Linked DNA regions of Zea mays: region 1 is linked to region 2. A link is a contact called in public Hi-C data. All regions are on one chromosome and are shown on one strand. The core of a region is the stretch at or near the end of the contact, and the rest is flanking DNA. Distances in the headings are between cores, read along the strand shown. Region 1 holds the start of LOC103642876. Region 2 holds the start of LOC100382217 (peptidoglycan-binding LysM domain-containing protein).

What was found. Hi-C and Micro-C count contacts between places; a contact is called where the count stands out from the background.
Region 1: a Hi-C map of ear shows a contact between it and region 2, with 1.5 times the contacts expected there. The contact joins the promoter of LOC103642876 here to the promoter of LOC100382217 in region 2. A contact is called at or near these places in 2 of 25 Hi-C or Micro-C datasets (ear and leaf).

The regions. Positions count from the first base shown.
Region 1 is chr10:139,399,103-139,405,678 of Zm-B73-REFERENCE-NAM-5.0, forward strand. LOC103642876 reads right to left here and starts at 2,099. Exons shown (of 3, transcript XM_008666043.3): 1 at 1,977-2,099; 2 at 777-1,903; 3 at 681-695. The coding sequence starts at 2,094. The coding sequence ends at 681.
Region 2 is chr10:139,118,600-139,124,382 of Zm-B73-REFERENCE-NAM-5.0, forward strand. It overlaps LOC100382217 (peptidoglycan-binding LysM domain-containing protein), which reads right to left and starts at 3,578. Exons shown (of 1, transcript NM_001174974.2): 1 at 2,705-3,578. The coding sequence starts at 3,391. The coding sequence ends at 2,999.

The sequences.
Region 1 (6,576 bases), core at 849-3,348, 280 kb after region 2:
TAGAATCCAACGGCAGTGATGACGTGGCAGGGGCACCGGACTGTCCGGTGTGCACCGGACTGTCCGGTGCGCCATCGAGCAGAAGCCTCCAGCCAATGGTCAAGTTTGGTGGTTGGGGCTATAAATACCCCAACCACCCCACCATTCATTGCATCCAAGTTTTCCACTTCTCAACTACTACAAGAGCTCTAGGCATTCAATTCTAGACACATTCAAAGAGATCAAATCCTCTCCAATTCCACACAAAACCCTAGTGACTAGAGAGAGTGATTTGCCGTGTTCATTTGAGCTCTTGCGCTTGGATTGCTTCTTTTCTTTCTCACTTGTTCTTAAGACTATAACTCCATTGTAATCAAGGCAAGAGGCACCAATTGTGTGGTGGCCCTTGCGGGGAAGTTTTGTTCCCGGCTTTGATTAGAGAAGAGAAGCTCACTCGGTCCGAGGGACCATTTGAGAGAGGGAAGGGTTGAAAGAGACCCGGCCTTTGTGGCCTCCTCAACGGGGAGTAGGTTTGCAAGAACCGAACCTCGGTAAAACAAATCTCCGTGTCTCTCTTGCTTATTCGCTTGGGATTTGTTTTGCGCCCTCTCTCTCGGACTCATTTATATTTCTAACGCTAACCCGGCTTGTAGTTGTGTTTATATTTGTAAAATTCAGTTTCGCCCTATTCACCCCCCCCTCTAGGCGACTATCACCTACAAAAATCAGTGATGAAATTAGAGGAATGTAACCATGAAAATGATGTGAGAAATTTGATAAAAAATTGTCTAAAATACCTCTTGCACTGCTGGAACTAGTTCTTGAATAGTTCTTGCATTCTTTTTGTATTGGATTGTTTGAATAGCTCGAAAAAAACCCAAGTCCAAGATGTTAAAATCAGGAGAATTTGGAGGTTGACAAATGATGCGAATATCAAAACCATCTTGCTTTGCAGCCTCACAAAACAATGGATCATCCAACTTTAAATGTGAAGGTGCATTGTCTTGTTGAATATAAATAGGATTTCTCACATCTTCCCTTGGCCACTTAGCTCTAATGGCCGGTAAGACTTTGTTAATCATGAATTCTCTAATAACATCTCTTGTGATACTTTGAATGGGCTTCATAACCATATCTCCCCTTACACGACCAATTATAGCATTTCCTCTTATAGCCGGTTCATAATTGACAAGAGGAAAACATCCAATTTTACCATCAAAAATGCACTGCCCATCTCTAAACCTCGGTCTAGCACAAACAGCGAGAAACATGAGCCTAGGGAAGTAGTTTTTGTTCTTGCAAGTCCTATGTGGATCATCTTCTTCGGGGAGCAAATAATATTTTTCAGACTTTTGGGATAGGTAGAACCATTTTTCATCAATGACAACGAAGTCAAAAAAATCCCTAAAGCTTGGATCACCATTCAACCCCCTCTTAATCATGTCAATACAAAACTTCAACCTAGTTTTTTTGTTTCCTTCAGTGAGAAAGGGCTTGATGCTACTAGAATGACGCCTAAGCAAACCTTGTTTCAAATACCTTAGCACCTTCCATTTACTCATGTTTAGCTTGGCACAAACATCCTCTAAGGTCATCCTATCCTTTAAAGGAATGTTACGCAAAACTTCCAAATCAATAGGAATTGCTTTACGACCAACTCTTCCCTTTTTTAGACTAGCAACCACAACCGGCACCGAGTTTGCAAGTTGTATTTTACCTCTGTTCCATACGCGCTGCACTGACCGAAGGTGGAGATCAAATTGGTTGGCAACAATTTGGGTATCTTTCTTGTGGAGTCTCCCGTTATTGCTTCTAGCCAACAACGCTTGGTACACTTGTTTCCTCATATCTTTTGTCATCTCTTTTCGTCGGTGGTTCTCTACAACCGCGCCAAACTCATCTAGAGGTAAGTTCAAATCAAAATCTGTCCAAAGGAAGCGTGAAACATGAGAGTTGACACAAAAAAATCTATCCAAAGATAGCGTGAAACACGTTACCGTTGCCATTTTCCAACAGCACATCGTTGAGGCCGAGCTCATTAGCATCATCCGGCTCCTGGAAGTCTTCATCGAGCTCATCTAAAGGAAGCTCATTTAGATCAAATGGAATGACCATGTGAGAGTGTGAGTGTTGCTAACTGCTTAGCTGCTTTAAATAGCAATCCAAGCATGCCAAACGGCGGCCAGCAGCGCGCGCTAGCAAAAAAAAAGAGCGCCAACATGCAGAACGCGAGCGCCAACAGGCAAAACAGTGCCCGCGCCAACATGCAAATAGTGCATGCAAGCCTCCAACGCGCCATGCAAAATGGGCAAAAAAAATGCGACATGCAAACAGTGCCAAGCCTCCAACGCGCCATGCAAAATGGGCAAAAAAAATATGCGCCAGACATGCAAACAGTGCCATGCAAGCCTTCAACGCGCCAATCATGTCCTAAACGACTACCTTTACTAAAGGCAAACAGGGAAAACTCCATGATAATTAATCACTCCTTGGTATGCACAATCATATCCTAAACGACTACTTTTACTGCACGGGAGCTAGTACATTGCAGCCAGCATGGTAAAAGTCATCTTTCGCCATGATACGGCAGTGACGGTTGATTGTCCTATACTCCTCCTATACAGGAGAAAGCGCAGCTTTTGCAACCACATCAGTACAGTAAGTACCACGGATAGCTTTCTGCTAAGGGCATCCGGCCGGCGGATGCGGTGCTGTTCCAAGTTCCAACGACCACTAGAAGGGCTGCCGGTAGGACCAGGAGCCCAGGACGCAGTGCAGGCTAGCTAGCCGTGTGAGTGGTGGGTATGATTGGAGACAGGACAGCGGAATCCTACGGACCGGAGGAGCCAGGACATGTTTGCTTTATGCAACATTGAACATCCTCATGTTCGATTGGCCGTGGTCACATTGTCTAGTCCTCGATTCACTGTGTGCATTAACTTTATGTTACGGAGCATGATGCAAAACAAATCATTTTATGGTCTTTTGGGTGTATCCACTCATACGCTAAAATACCTGTTTCCGGTCAGCCTAGATCGAAATCAGCCAGTATGAGTATAAATTATTTCCTCCGTCCAGAAATATTCGTCATTCTCAACCAGTCAAACAATTTTTTTATCTTTAACCATATTTATGTAAAAAATATATTAATATTTATAATACATAATTAGTATTATTAGATAGATCTTTGAATTTATTTTTACAGTAAAATTATTTGAAGGCACAAATGTTGCTAATATATTCAGTCAAATTTAAGAAAGTTTGACTAACACGAATACCATAGCAAGAAATATTTATGGACAGAGGGAGTAAATAAATGAGCACAACTAACAGTGGTAAGAGCGTCAATGGCTAGCTATTTCACTAGCTAGATTCACTCTCTCCTACGTGGATAGAAAATATGGGGAAAACAAGAATAGCTAGCGACGAGCAAATAGATAGGAGATTTCACGTATTCTAAGAAACTAAGTGTATTACGTGTGGGACTAAGTAACAGTGGTGAGATAAATTACTATTTTTATTATCCTCTCAGCTCCACATCAGCTAGCTATTTGAGAGAACCATTGTGGACGCCCTAATAGGCTTTAAATTGTACGCTATAAAAGTTTAAGAATCAGAGACGATTAAAGCTGAGCTCAATATGTATTTTTTTAAAATAAAATCAATTAAGAGCACAGTCGAATTGTGAATAAACATTTAAAACTCATTCTAATCCATTACCACCCTTGTTTGCGTGTTTGTGAAGTTGTGACTTGTGAGCCAAATCTCCTTTATTAAAACCTGAAGGGGTTTCAAGCCCTGTCCGCGCTTCACGGGCCGCTCGGTTGTGACTCCACGACGCGTGCCACAGGTACGGTCCCGAGTTTTTATGTGAGCCTTCGTGTTCTATCACTTCCCACTTCTCCCATCTCTAGATCTCGGTCCCACTCATCGTTGGTGCGTCACTTCCGTCGCAGCCCTGGTGTCGCCGCTCCTCTCCCTATTCTGCATCTACTGGATCTCGCCACCGTAGCCGCCTGCCCCGGCAGCAAAGTCCCTGGAGCCAACGGCGGTGAGGCAGCCACGTCGATGTCGCGGCCGTCGACGTGCTCCTCTACCCTGCCCGATCCCTTCCCCTTTCATCTTCACCCGTCCAAGCCTGGTCGGAGCCACTGCTGAAGCTAGAGCGCAACCTCTGGATCCTCAGCCCCTGGATCTTGCTCTCACCACACCACCCCTGCGCCCCGACAATGGCGACTCGCTGGCAGCACCGCCATAGATTCCTGCTGGCCCCGCTCCTGCTCTCCCTCCTGGCCGCAACCGCGTAAGGCCAGCTCATCTCTGGTGGCGGCCCATCCACGCCGCTCCTCTCAGTGATCTGCCTCTCGGGCTCCCGGCTGGCCACGGGTGCGGCGGCGACCAGGGAGAGGTGCGAGCAGTCCTATGGCTTCCTCCCCTACACCACCACCGTCCTCGGGAACCTCTTCCTCGTGCTAGAGTACGCCTTCGTCATGTACAAGGTGACCATGTACCTATCGGCGGGGAGTGAGCTGCTGCTCGAGATCATGGGGGTCGGCCTCGTCGGTGGACTCCTCCTCCCCATCCTCAGCGCCCTCCCCGACGCTCTCCTCATGGTCAGTTCCCTCTTCGTTCTCTCGACTCATTTTGTGCTTTGCTTTGATAAATCGTCAAACATTCGGTTGCCGGCTCCATGGTTCGAGTCCCTCTAGAGCTTGCTTCCTTCACACTTTTAATGTAGAAAGGGTCGTCGAACTGCTTTTGCGATTGGCAGGGCCACAGGGCAAAAGCAATCGTAGTGGTGAGGGTCTGATTGGAGTTGAAAACATGTTTTCACTTTCATTTCTTTAACGCTTTCCTGTTACATGCCCCTATTTCAAAGATCTGATGCTTCTAGCAGTCTAATTTGCTTTGACATATGATCGAAGTATAAACTTTTGGTTATTCTTTTTTACGAAGCCCTAGATCGAACAAGCCCCTACCAAACAGGTATTAAACAAATGGTTTTGGTGAAGAAAAGGCGGGATCAGAGCTATTTTCCTACCATGAAGATGGAGCCATGAAAATGTGGCGTTTTCATCTCCTTGACATGACAGATATTATAACAAAACTCGGATACAAGCCTTTTGCCTAATGTTTTGTAAGACGACTTCAATTCTATAAAAAACTGCTTCACAAGAGGATCCATACCTAGAGTCACATTTAGAAGGCAATGTCTTACCAAATTGGCCCTTAAATCAAAGTCATGAGGATAAAACCATGAATTTTATATTGTTTCAAAGGTCCCTAGATCGTAAATAGAGGTATAGAACCATAACTGCAAAAATCATAAACAAAACAAAGAAACTCCTTGCTATTGCTGCTACCGTCCAGCAGGTGGGTTCGACCACATAATTAGAGATGTCCATCTTTCGTTAAAATGCAAAGATGTGGACAGCGGCATATCCTGATGGTCTGAATACCTAAGTGCTGAAGAACCAACTCCTTCGGCATTGGCAACTTGGAGGAACATAGGTGGTGTTGTGCCGCAAGGCCCCTTTGCCGGTAGCCACAAACACCTTCATACAAAGCTAGTGGTTCAGCTGTCAAAGGTTGCAGAAGGCTTGCTGGCCAAAATGTACCGGAGGAACAACATCCTGGACTATCCAGATCCAAACACACACACATTCTCAGATGCATTTTGGAAGGGTACTGTCTTTCCAGATTTCCTAAAAATTTGCATCACGATGTCAAAAAAAATTCTAGAACATCCTAACAAGTGCAGCTGGAAAGGGTAAAGGATTCAGTTTTCTTTGTCTGTTCACATCTCTTTGTGCTTCATTCCTAGAGTTTATTTGGTTTAACACGGTGGCGAGTCATTCACTCTAATGCTCTGCAGGTATATAAGTTTGATCTTGGTGCTTTAAACGAGAATGTTGAAGGTTAAATGCATAATCCCGAGCAGTGAATTCTGGTATCTCCTAACAGCTAAGTATATAAAGAAATCAAAACCTTTAGTGAAACCCCCCTCTTTCTTTTAATAAAAATAGTCTTGGAATCCAAAACAATGTGTGGTATCACCCAAATCTTTCCAAATTGTGGGAAATGGATTGTATCAATTAATCTATGAGTTTTACTGTATTGTGCTCTCACTAACCGAGCATCTTTGTTGAACTTATATTATGTAGTACCTCACCTACTCTAATTATGTGGTGACTTGTTGCACTTGCAGCTCAATTAAGAAGGTTACTGATTTCTAGGGCTACACTTATGTTTCGTTAACTGCTAAAAATGTTGCTGATTTCATAGGCAACATTGGGAAGAACTATGTTGCCATTATTTCAAGTTTAGATTCTGGGAAGAGGAGGGTAATTGATGCATCCAGGTAACTAAAATGTCTAGCTTCAACAATCTCATTGTTGCTTGGATGTTTAGGCGCTTTTACAATTTCTCGCTTGCAGTCATGTTCGAATACTTGGATGACAATGATATTCTGAATAAAATTTCTGAATTCCAGGAGCACATTCATCTAAGGGTGTGATCGATATGATATATTCAGATGTCTATGCGAAGATAGATGGGTTCAATAAACACCAGCTTTCTTACATTTATGACATTCTT
Region 2 (5,783 bases), core at 2,328-4,827:
ATACAAACACTTGTGCATGCTTATGCAAACAAACCGAGCACGTGCTTATACAAACACCTGTGCGTGCTTATATTTCAAATGAGCAAATGAGTTTCAAATATTTCAAATGAGTATACAAATGAGAAGCAGCCACAAATATATTTCAAATATTCCAAATGTAGCTCGAGGGCAAGAGAGGAAATTTTGTTGTTTAGTCCCGTTTAGGAGTCCTCGGAGGGACTAGAGACTAAACTGATTGAGTCCCTCTATTAGTTCTTGTGTTTAGGGAATTAGAGACTAAAAAGAACTAAAAGGTAGAGACTAAACATTAGTCCTAGAGAACAGGGCCTAAGCCGGAAAGAAAACTACGAGGGGAGGCATAAGATCGCCCACACGTTCACGTGCTGCCCCAACAACTGCCAGTCGTACGCAACAGTAGAAACACGAGGCACGACTAGAATTATTGGTGATGTCTACAGGTACAGGCGTTACACAGACAGCCAATCATGCCTCCGATCCGAGCCACCAACGCAGCCTCCCCGTTGGAACACGCGGTTGACATGGCATCCGGATGCGATGAGTCACTGCTCGCTGTAAAATGACTCGTGAGACGGAGAGCACCGCGCACATCTCTTTCTTCTTCGGTTCTGGCGGAACGATTCTGTCTCTTTCCTACAGCTAGCTTGTACTAGAAACTATTTCCCGAATCCACGGATTTTCCATACCCATTCAGGTCTTGTTCGGTTGGATTGAACAGAATTGGAGATGATTAAATCTTTTACTAGTCAAATTTGAATAAGATATCCTATTTGCGCTGCTTTTGTGGTTATTCAAGACAAGCAATGCTCTGAAAAATATTTAATAAAATTCACAGGAAGCATAACTACAACCATAAAAACAAGTACAACCCTCTACTGACCGCCATAAATACAATCACAATGTGCTCAGCACAAACCATTAGACTCAAGCAAGAGAGAGATGACAGAGAAAGCAAGCAGCAAGAAAAATGGATTGAAAAAAAAGTATTCAGTTGTTCCACTAACCATCTCAAAGTGCTTTCTGGCATCCTTGGTCAGCACTTGGATCGATCGTTTTCTCGTGGTGTTGCAGTTCATTAATTCCCAGCTTCTTCTCTAGACTCATCCGAAGAAAAAGGGAAAATGTTAACAGAACATGAGCACAACACTCATGGGCTTCTGGCAATTGAGATTAAATGAGCAAAGGTTGACACAAATTTTTTTTTGCGACATCGGTACGGCCATAGCAGCAACGAACGTGTTACCACTAATTTGCCACTCACGGAGAAGATTATAGGTGTTGTTTGGTTCAAGAAATGTAACGCAAATGGTAATGATAATGATTTAGGTTTGATTACTGTCGGTAACAAATTTAAATAGACTGATATCAATTTTTAGTGTGGTATCTGATTACGGTTGGACTAAAACAAACATGATTTAACGTTATCAGTTACTCATTACGTTACAAATATGTGAACCAAACGGCACCATAGATCCCACACACACAAAAAAAAATAGTGAAGTACAGAATTGCAGTGGGATGGATATTTGGTTCCAGAAACTCTGTTGGTGACATCGTAAAATATTTTTCTGTCCAAATTCCAAGGATATAGCCTGCTAATTATTTCTTTAGCAATGCGTTCGCAATTGTGGGGGTATATGTACACACATGCAAACCCTATGAATCTTTTATGTAACTAATTTCCAACCATCATCAATGTAGTGTGCTGTAATACTCATGTAACCACTCGTTTCTGCACGAGTCCACATGTCAGATGCTATGCTAAACCGACCTGGTTGTTTATCAAATAATTGGTACAGCTCCAGCTTCTCGTCATCATAAATTATCACGCGATCATCTTTCAGGGAAGAATGCTAAACCAGTTCGAGTGAAGGTTGCGGATTATATACGAATGTTCTTGAGTGCAATAGCGTTCAGCCATGTAAAATGGGTAGCCACAGAATCGTTCTGGAGAAATCATATCACGGCTTCGCTGTTGATCAAAATCAAAAGTAGGAATACCCACCCCGTTAGCCCTTCCTTTTTCTCTGATGGCACAAGTTTTGGACAGACATCTATGTGATGCTTCATGGGACTTGTACCAGCCCTATTATACCAGTCACAAGCAGTAGTGAGCAGAGCAGTTTGGCAGTTCGGCCCATGCAATAGATAAGCCCATGCAAAATCACGCATTTACGAGTTTAGATACTACACTCTCGAACCCATATTTAGTGCTGAAAATTTGGTCGGTTTGGTCCGATCCGGCCTGAGTCCATCATTCCGGCCGGAGTCTCTCATGCTTCCGTCGGACCGAGAAGGCTCAAAAATTGAGCCCTATCCTTACCTTAGTAGGTAAAAACTCATCAGGTTTAGGCCATCTCTATTGCTACAAAGCAGTAAGCCATTCTTGGTCACACGAAAAGCACTTGTCACCTTGATGATACATAAAGGTGCACATACGATTTCCCCAGGTTTGAAACTAACCACTAGTAAGGTCCTGTTCATTTAATATGGATTAGCTGGAATAGTTGATGGTCTCAGAAGGGAAAGGCACCGCACGAGTGTGCCCAGATTTTTGGCCAACGGCATGCATGATTACTAAACCTCGTTGCATCGATATCCAAATCCTAAAGCCCGAGCAAAACTCGGCACACAAAAAGAGAATGCGTGAACTGCACAGCAAGGGAGAGTACGGAAAGTATACTTTCTTAACAAGTTAGTATTATGCACAGCTTATCTTTTTCCCATCTCCAAGAAGGTTGTCAAGATCGCAAGGACCAGTTTTGGAGCAAAGTGTAAAACCAAAAAAAAAAGGACCGAAGGAAACGAAGAACGCAAGGACCCTTTTGCGTCCATGTCCATCTCTGGCGTGGCGTGGCGCGCGCTACGCTACCCGTGCATGCAGTGCAGCAGCAGGTGCAGTGCAGTGCAGCAGAAACAGAACACGCGGCGGCGCCCCGACCCACGAGCGTCGGCTGTGAAGAGCAGAGAGCGGCGCTGGCTAGGTGTTCCTGGTGGGGCAGAGCGCGATGACGAGCCCCGGGAAGACGTCGTCGGGGTCGTGTATGTGCGGGTTGCGCTCCACGATGAAGGGGTCCCCGCACCGGTCGCTGATGCTGTGCAGCGTCTCGCCTTCCCCGACCACGTACACCTCCTCGCACGGCCGCGCCGCGGGGCCGCCCAGGCGCGGGCCCCGGAGCGCACGGTAGGCGCCGCCGCCGTCGCCGTCGCCGACGCCGTCGGTCTCGGCGCGGAGCGCGCCCAGCAGCACGAGCGCCACGAGCGCCACCGCGCACCACCACGAGGCCGCGTCCGCGAGCCGCGCGGCCGTCGCGCACAGCTCCGCCGCGCCGCCGCAGCGGCGCCGCCTGCTGCTCGCCTCCGCCTCGGCCATACAGGGGCGCCTTCCTGCCTGCTTTGGACTTTGGAAGTTGCGCTTGGCTTCGGGGGGCGAGCCGCCGGCGAGGGATTGATTTATCGAGCGCAGACAGAAGAAGAGAGCGGTGTGTGGCTTCTGGTTCTGGGCACGGACGTGGCGGTTTGGATTGGCGGACTTTCGGTGGCGGTTCGTTGAACGTGGGAGCCCCGCCCCCACACGAGCCTAACGCGCGCAGGCAGAGATAGAATGGTGTACTAGGACGGTTAGGCCCCGAGCGAGTAGTACGGTACCGTGTGCTAATTGCTGCGGGGGGCAGAGACGACGGGATGAATAGTCACGTCCGTTCCAAGTACAAGGTTGTTCAATGGTTACTAGGAACAGAACATGTTCAATGCAGCAGTTGAAAGAGTCGGCAACGGCCGATTGCAAATGATCTACTATGCATGATGAGTGTAGTGCTGAATTTTTCTCCTTTGCTTGATACCGAAGTATAGTTCAACAGTATTAAGTGGACGCCGCGGTGTCCGCTGGCCGTGCGACGTGGGAGGGGGAGTATTTAGGTTTGGGGCAAAGGGGGTGGGGGGGGGGGGGGGGGGGGGGGGGGGGGGTAGGGGACCTAAACACAGCACAAGCACTCAGCGTACCATTCGGTTAGGTTCTGTACGTATTCTCGTAGTCTCACACACACGTGTGGCGGTTGCGAACAGTTTGTGTGGCCGTCTTTACACGCGAGCCCAGGCGGCCCCGTCTCCGTCTCCTCTCCCTTGACGAGCGCCGTGCAAGAATCTACCCAAATCGTGGCCAGAATTGGCAAGGCATCCCGGGCATCCGTCGGGCGATGGGTGGGACTGGGAGCCAACCGGCATCGAGCCAACTCGTGTGGCCAAGCACGTTTCTGATGCGCCTCGCGCCCACGGCAACAGTTCAGTTCACCTAATAATCCTTATTCTTTGCAGCGTTTCCTGGCGTCAGCTTCCAGTTGTTTTCGCCCCCTTGTTGGCTTGGCGTGTCGTGGCCTCGGTCAATGCAGATGCAGCGCTGGAGAACAAACAAATCGCTGTTGGCTTGGCCCAAACCCTCCGAGACGGCATGGCATTCGCATGGCATGGCATGGGACTATGGGAGATAGCCAGAGAGACACCGGACGCGATGCGACATGATGTGGACGACAGGCAGGGATCGGCGCCGTGCCCGCCGTCCGCACTCTCGGCGTGCGTCTCGGCGAGGTCCGCGCTCCGGTCAGCGTCGACAGTGAGTACCGATGCCGAGGCTTGGCTGACAGCAACGTGTGGAGCTGGAGTCCAGTGATGCGCTCAGCGCTCGCGGCTCCCTGCACCGCGTATACGTTACGGGTAGGTAGGTTAGAATAGAACGCACATCCCCGGCCGGAACCTAAACCTGAACAAACCGCGACTTGTACTTCTTCTCAGGGATTCAGAGCTTCAGATGCCGGTAGCCTGTATTGCTGTATCCGGACGGCCTCTCACCCAACTCTCAACAAGAAACAGGTGGATCTGGACGTTTCATGAGCCGGCCGAAAAGGAGCCCCCACAAACACAAAGACGATGATTAATCAGCTGCAACAGAGGCTCTGTTTGGGCCAGCGATTACCACAGGATTTGCGGCGAAATCTGGGCGCCCGCAAGAAATTAATATTCTGTGGTTCAGGCTGGCAAGCTTAAGGAGAACGTCGCTGTGGCAGCTCACAAAACTGCTTTCTTGCCCGGTGGTAAATTGCAGTCGCCAAACTGAACTGCGTAGCAGAAAAGGATCCAACTACGTGTTCATGCACCGGCCCATAAAAGTGGGCCTATTTGTGTTTCTTTGCCTTAGAGCTAGAGTCCACGCTTGGCCCATATAGCCTAGTTGGTTGTCCAGGCACGCTTGGCCCATATAGCCTACTAGTACAGATTATTGGACGGGTGGCAGTAGGAACTAGGAAGTAGTAGCAAGTCGTTCTATACAATAGTACCACCGCGCTTACACATTATCTTTTTTTTATCAGGCGCGCACACATTATCAATACCACTGACAAGGACCGGGCATGAATTGGACGATCGATAACAACGTAGACACCCATCAACGAGGAACTGGCACCGTCGATTGCCAATCCGGATCGAAATAAGTGCGGCGTGCGGGCGCTAATCTTTCTGAAGCTGCGCCGCCGTTAGACTATACTGAACCGAAAAGAAAATCCAAACAGCTCTAACCGAAGCGCTCACATAGTTTTATTAGCTTATCCGTAGTTATAATAAGCGAAAAATAAGTCATACAGGCTAAGAGCATCTCCAAAAGACTAGCAAAATAACTTGTTAAGCCAAATTTTAGCTACTCAATAGTAAATTAAATCTCCAACAGACTAGCTATCTGACTCGCAAGTTATCTGACTCTATAATTGTCTCTCTCA